2 separate regions of the Mus musculus genome follow, and region 2 is linked to region 1. Evidence: chromatin contacts called from public HiChIP or PLAC-seq data. All regions are on one chromosome and are shown on one strand. The core of a region is the stretch at or near the end of the contact, and the rest is flanking DNA. Distances in the headings are between cores, read along the strand shown. Region 1 holds the start of Arhgef4 (Rho guanine nucleotide exchange factor (GEF) 4). Region 2 overlaps Arhgef4 (Rho guanine nucleotide exchange factor (GEF) 4).

The links. HiChIP or PLAC-seq counts read pairs in DNA pulled down with a chosen protein or histone mark.
Region 2: an H3K4me3 HiChIP or PLAC-seq map of neural progenitor cells shows a contact between it and region 1, with 2.2 times the contacts expected there. The contact joins the enhancer-like site here to the promoter of Arhgef4 in region 1. A contact is called at or near these places in 1 of 39 promoter capture datasets (embryonic stem cells), 2 of 484 Hi-C or Micro-C datasets (brain and neural progenitor cells), 5 of 115 datasets of contacts at active chromatin or transcription factors (embryonic hindbrain, embryonic stem cells, neural progenitor cells and 1 more) and 3 of 9 other capture datasets (embryonic stem cells, liver and pancreatic islet).

The regions. Positions count from the first base shown.
Region 1 is chr1:34,676,681-34,679,762 of GRCm38.p6, forward strand. It overlaps Arhgef4 (Rho guanine nucleotide exchange factor (GEF) 4), which reads left to right and starts at 1,502. Exons shown (of 14, transcript NM_001368773.1): 1 at 1,502-1,582. The coding sequence starts at 1,544.
Region 2 is chr1:34,718,894-34,721,654 of GRCm38.p6, forward strand. The region is part of intron 1 of Arhgef4 (Rho guanine nucleotide exchange factor (GEF) 4); the gene reads left to right. Among named protein-coding and RNA genes, the nearest start is that of Gm32920, 31 kb to the left of the region's middle. Within about 2 kb of position 1,293, at least 19 of the 459 cell types and tissues checked have an H3K27ac peak or open chromatin away from gene starts, as enhancers often do. A contact at or near this core is called in neural progenitor cells, where this site is marked.

The sequences.
Region 1 (3,082 bases), core at 252-2,751:
GATTCGGTCCCTCCATACAATGTCCAGGTGCTTCTCTGAAGTAATTGACCCCACTGGGTTCTAGCCATTTATCTTTCAACCAGGCCTAGGCTGGCTGCCCTGGGCATCTGAAAGGAAGTGGAGAAGCAGATGCTGTTTGAACATAGGAGAAATATACTACACTCCAACTGTCACCTAGGTAATATGCTAATGATCACTGGGGTAGGACTTCAGTGAGGGATGCAGGCTTGGGCTGTGAGGGATGCAGTGAGGGATGCCCAGAGCCAGTGTGGACAGATGCTCAACCTTCATGGGATGCTTGATCCCATCAAATGCAGTACAATGCTCACAAACTCTTGCCTCTGTACTTCTGCAGAAATTTAGAATACTCTATTTCTGTTTTACAACTATTTTTTTAAAAAAAATGGTGTGTGTGTGTGTGTGTGTGTGTGTAGGTTTGAGTGTGTTAAAGCTGCGTTTATATAAAGATGACTATAACTCAGGTTGGCCTCACTGGAACTGTTATTAACATTTTCTTTTTGTGTTATGAAATTATAACTAGGGGCCAGGGAGATGGCTCGGTTGTTAAGAGAACTTGATGTACAAGTGAGAGGATTTGAGTTTGGATCCCAGCCCCCACATAAAAATCGGGGTGTGGCCACGCCTGCCCATAACTCCTTTCCTGAGTCAGAGGAACCTGGCAGAGATAGGATGGAGAGCTGGGCTTGACAGCCAGCCAGTCAGCCATTCCAGCAGAAAAACCAGCCCCATACGCAGTGAGAGATTGTCTCCAAGGGGAAAGTCGGGAAGCAAAAGCCAAGTCCCGGAACATCCTCCTGTGGTGTGCATATGCTTGTGCACAAACACACAAATGAACCTAAAAAACTGATGACTCGTCAAAAACGGGACTCTAGAGCCCCTGTGTCCTGGTCACCTGCTTCTGTCTCACCACGCTGCGCCAGCTTCCAGGACTCTCCTCACCTTTCCTCCAGTCACATCTATCAGAGAACAACTGGAAAGGCGGGGAAAGGGGAGCAAGAAGTGGGCTCTGGGTCAAGACTTAGTTAGGTACAGGGGTTTGAGTCCACAATTGCCCAGTTCTAGCTTTGTGAGTACAGACTGCGCGCAGCTTCTGTTTCCTCAACTACTAAAGTATTGCGTTAACGTCTTGAAGGTTCTCAACGCTTGACTAAGCTGTGAGGTGGAAAGGGAGGTGGCTGCTTCCAATAGGACCACGGTCAGGCACTAGTCATAGGACTGTGTGCCAGACAGACCTAGGGGATCAAAGGGTGGAGGTAAGCGTGCCAGTGAGCCGCAGATAGACCGCTGTGGATCCACTTGCCCTTTTCTTACTTAGACTACGCTCAGATTCCTAGTGGGCAGGCGGGACCAGTGTTTGGACAAGTCCCTGCGGACTCGCACGTGCCCGGCGTGGCCCGGTTGCGGAGGCGGGGCTCCTCGGCGGTCCAGGGCAGACCATGGGGCGGGGCGCGGGGTGGCGTCCGGAGCTCGGCTCGCCAGCGCAGTCAGGAGCAGCGGGTGGCCGTAGTGCCCGGGCAGCACCATGCTCGGTGTGGTGCACTTCCTTCGCAGCTTCTTTAAGGTGAGAGACGTGGTCCCGGGGATTCAAAACCGGGTTTGCTTGCAGAGTTTTGCTGGGGTTGCTGAAGGGGCAGCCGCGCACGCCGCTGCGCCCTGGGCTGTTTGTGGGTGCCTAAGAGGTACCCAAGAACGATCCGCGCGGCAGTCGCAGCTTCTCGATGGATGTGCTGGATCTGGAGGTGGTGGCCTGCCCGAGTGTGGCCTTGGGGACTGCGGGGACGGGGGGAGAAAGAGGCGCACAGGGGATTATAGGCTCCGGGGAGGGGGAAAGTGGACTTGACCGAGGCTGGAGAGACTGGTGAGAGCCCGGGCACTCCTGGGTTTCTCCCAGTCTTGGCTGGGTAGCTGGGCAGCTGGAGCTACCCAGGAAGTGGTTGCTATTGTAGTTACCTGGATATATCAGAGGGAGAATCTCGGTTGGGGCACCTTCGTGAACAAGTGCCTAAGACTCCGTACCGGAATCGGAACTTAGTAGAAGAGCTGAGTCCTTGACTGGGGTCGGTCGATCGTGGAGACCCCACTATACTGGGATGCTACCACGTCTCTTAACCACACAGGGATCTTGGGGTGGGCAGCCGGCTGCAGGGTACTGGCAGAGGGGTAGCTGGTTGCAGGTTGCCAAGTCCCACCTCTCCAAGTGAGCAGTGTGGGAGGTGGGAATGTGACCTGACTTTAGGACCAAGGCTTCAAGAATCCGGAAGTGTCAGCTGGAGGCCAGCAGGAGGAAGCGCAGGGAAAGGCTGGCAGGTGATGGCTGCGGGTGAGGCAGAGTCTTCTGGTCCTGAGAGCTCTGAGCCGGGGGTGGGGGTGGGGTGGGGGTGGGGGTGAGCAGGTGACCCAGACCCATACGGGATAGAAGGAACTCTGCCTGACCTCAGCCTTTGCCTCTGCCATTTGGAAGGCCTGCCTACCTGTAACCACCTTAGTGGTTACAATACAACCATAGAGGAAGAGAATGAGGGATGGGGAGAGGGGACTTTCTGGGGCTCCGCATCGAGGTGGGGGAAGGGCGAGCATGCCTGGCTCGCTGTTTTGTGCTGTTCAGACTCTTGGAATGATGACCCTGCCACAGAATCCCAAGCTATACGGTGGATCTTGGAATAATCATTTAAGCACTTTGGGGTTTGTTTTCCTGTTTGGAAAAGTGTGGTTAATTCGTTTTGTTCCTTTCGGGTGAGGGTCTTAAGGCAACAGGTGGGTGGAGTTTTTGTGAGCTGGGGACCTTGGTTCTTCCTCAGTTATGACTGTAGGTAACAGTAAGCAACGGGTGACTTAGGTCACAAGTCAGCTAGACAGAATCTCCAGGTCTTGCTTGCCTTAGCTCAGGGGACGGACTGTGTAGCCTATGGGGAGGTGGCTAGCAATTCTGGGACAGCTTGCCTGTTTGCTAACCAGACCTGGGAACTGGGGACAGGATGTCCTCACATTTCCCTCTTACTCACTGTCCTGTCCCTGGACCCTCTTACCATATCCCATGTATATAGAGGACAGGATGGATGTG
Region 2 (2,761 bases), core at 43-2,542, 42 kb after region 1:
CCAGCTCCTCCCGGCCTTGCCACACATCTGAAGGTGTGTAATTCATGCTTCCTGATTTTCTACCTCAGTTCAAAGCATTGCACATCATCAGTTTGGGTGTTTGTTAGTTTCCTTTTCCCAACTATGGAGAATTAAAAGCAATTTTACTTTAAGAAATCTCTTCCATCAACTCCTGGGGAGCTGGAGAGATGGCTCAGTTCAGGTCCTCAGAACCCACGTTAAAAGCCTGGCTATAGTGTTCTCCTGTAACTCCGGCAATAGTGACATGGGCAGTGGAAATGGGTGGACCACCAGAGCTCACTACTCACTGGCAAAGTTGTAGGCCAATGAAAGACCCTGTCTCAAGCAAAACGTAGATGAGACCTGAAGAATCATCTCCCAAGACTGTCCTCAGAACTCCATAGTTGTATCATGCATACATGTGCAACGCGCGCGCGTGCGCGCACACACACACACACACACATCCTGGGGAAACCATACTTGGAAAGGGTACAAAATTTGAGTTGTCTTGACTAGATTCGGGAACAAGTGGCTATGCCCATAGCCTGGGGGATGAGGGAAATTTTGATGGCTGAATAATATAACCTCACAGTTGAGGCTACTGCATGTACTGAGAAATGCTAACAGGCATGCATAGATTGAGAACATCACTACATGGTGCCAACTACAAAATTTATGCTTGAGAACCATGTAGTCCAGTTATATTTAAACACACCCCCCCCCACGTTTTGTGTTAGGCTGCATTCATGGCTATGATGGGCCTTATGTGTTGGATAGGGTTCACACCAAAGGGAAGAAGCCAGACCACAAAAGACATACTGCAGAATTTGCCCAAGTCAAACTTCAGGCAGATAACTCAAGACTAAGAGATATCAAGATCCCTGACCCTGGGAAGGACCAGGAGGTAGGGCACATTGCCTGGAAGGGACAGGGACCTTTAAGGGGACATAGAAATAGATTTTTGCAGGTGGGTACCTTTTTTTTTTTTTATAACTCAGATCTGTACTCTTTAAATGGATGCAAGGGAATTCATGGCTGAAACAGTGGATTAAGAAATGTATAAGCTGGTCACCGGGGCACATGTCTTATCTCAGCACTCACTGGAGACAAAGGCAGGTGGGTCTCTGTGTTTGGGATCAGCCCGCTCTACAGAGTGAGTTCCAAGCCAGCAAAGGCTATATAATGAAACCTTGTCTTAAAAAAAGAAAAGTGTAGCTAGAGGGCTGGCACAGTGCTTCCTTTGTAAACAAGAGGGCCTGGGTTTGACTCTGCAGAATCACACAAAAGCCAAGTGCGGTGGGCAAAGAGGGCTGCTTCAAGACTTCCAAGGCAAGGCCAGCTGGCTTAGCCTACTTGGTGAAGTTCTAGGCCAATTAGAGACTCTGTCTCAAACAAAAAGGCAAGCAATGCCAGGCCTTCGTGGCTCCCAGATGTGGTTGATACAGTTTCTGCCTCGTTCCCTTAAGTTGCCTTGAGCATACATAGCATCCCGTGTCTGCAGTCTCAGGACTCTCTGGACTCCCCTTGTTTCCTTTCCTGCCTCTGGCCATGGGAGCTCAAGACAAATTCAAAGAGTGAGAGCATTTACTGTAAACTACTGGGCTGCACAAGAACAGACAGAGGCGAGGGCAGACAAGTACTCATCTGCCTCTTCTTGCTGGATACCTCACAGAAGGGCAGGCACTCCTCGCCGTGACTCATACAGCACACTCGTGTGTACTTCAACTGCTCTTGCATGCATGGCCTGTTCTGCCTTTTGATGGCTTTGTTTTAACTTGTATGACATTTTCTCCCCATGGTTTGGGTTTCTTTTCATTGCTTTTCCCTTTTTCATCTTTATGTATATATGTGCGTATAGGTGTGTGTGTGTGTATGCATGGATGGGTATGTATGTGTGTGGTGTATATATGCTTATGCATTTGTATGCTTGTGTTTGTGTGTGTGAATGTGAGTGTGTATATGCATGAGTGTATGTGTGTGAGTGTGTGTACATATGTGTGGAAGGATATGTATGGGTATGTGTGGTGTATGTTCATGTGTGGGTGTCATATTTTTATTTGTATGTTTGTGTGCATGTGTGTGCAATGATTGTTCATGTTTGTATACTTGTGTCTTCATGTGTGTGTCATATTTGTATTTGTATGTTCGTGTGTGTGTGAGTGTGTATGCATATGTGTGTGGAGGGATATATGGGTAAATATGTGTGGTGTATGTTCATATTTGTATTTGTATGTTCATGTGTGTGTCATATTTCTATTTGTTTGTTCGTGTGTGTGTGTGTGTGTGTGTGTGCAGTAATTGTTCACATCTGTGTATTTGTGTGTTCATATGTGTGTGGGGGTATATATGTACCAGAGTATGCATGTAGAAGTCAGATGACAACCTTGATTGTCAGTCCTCGATTTCCGCCTTGAGATCAAGTCTCTCTTATTTATTGCTGCCGACACCTAGTTAGCTAATCCTCGAGCCTCTAGCTATGCTCCTGTCTCTGCCTTCCACCTTGTCATAGGAGTGCTGGGATTACAGATTTGAGCTACTGCACGTGGTTTTATTTCAGTCCCAGAGATCCAAACTAAGGCTGTCAGGCTTGCATGGCATGCTCTGCACAACGAGGCAAGGTCTCTGCCCTCTGTGCTTGTTTCCTGTGTTAATGCAAGGTAGCTCGTGGTCCTTTGCTTCCTTCCTGGGGCTATCTGGGAAGTGATGAAGGGCATTTTCTTCCTATGAAAGAAAGGTGTGCATAATGGTATAAATGTGCTTG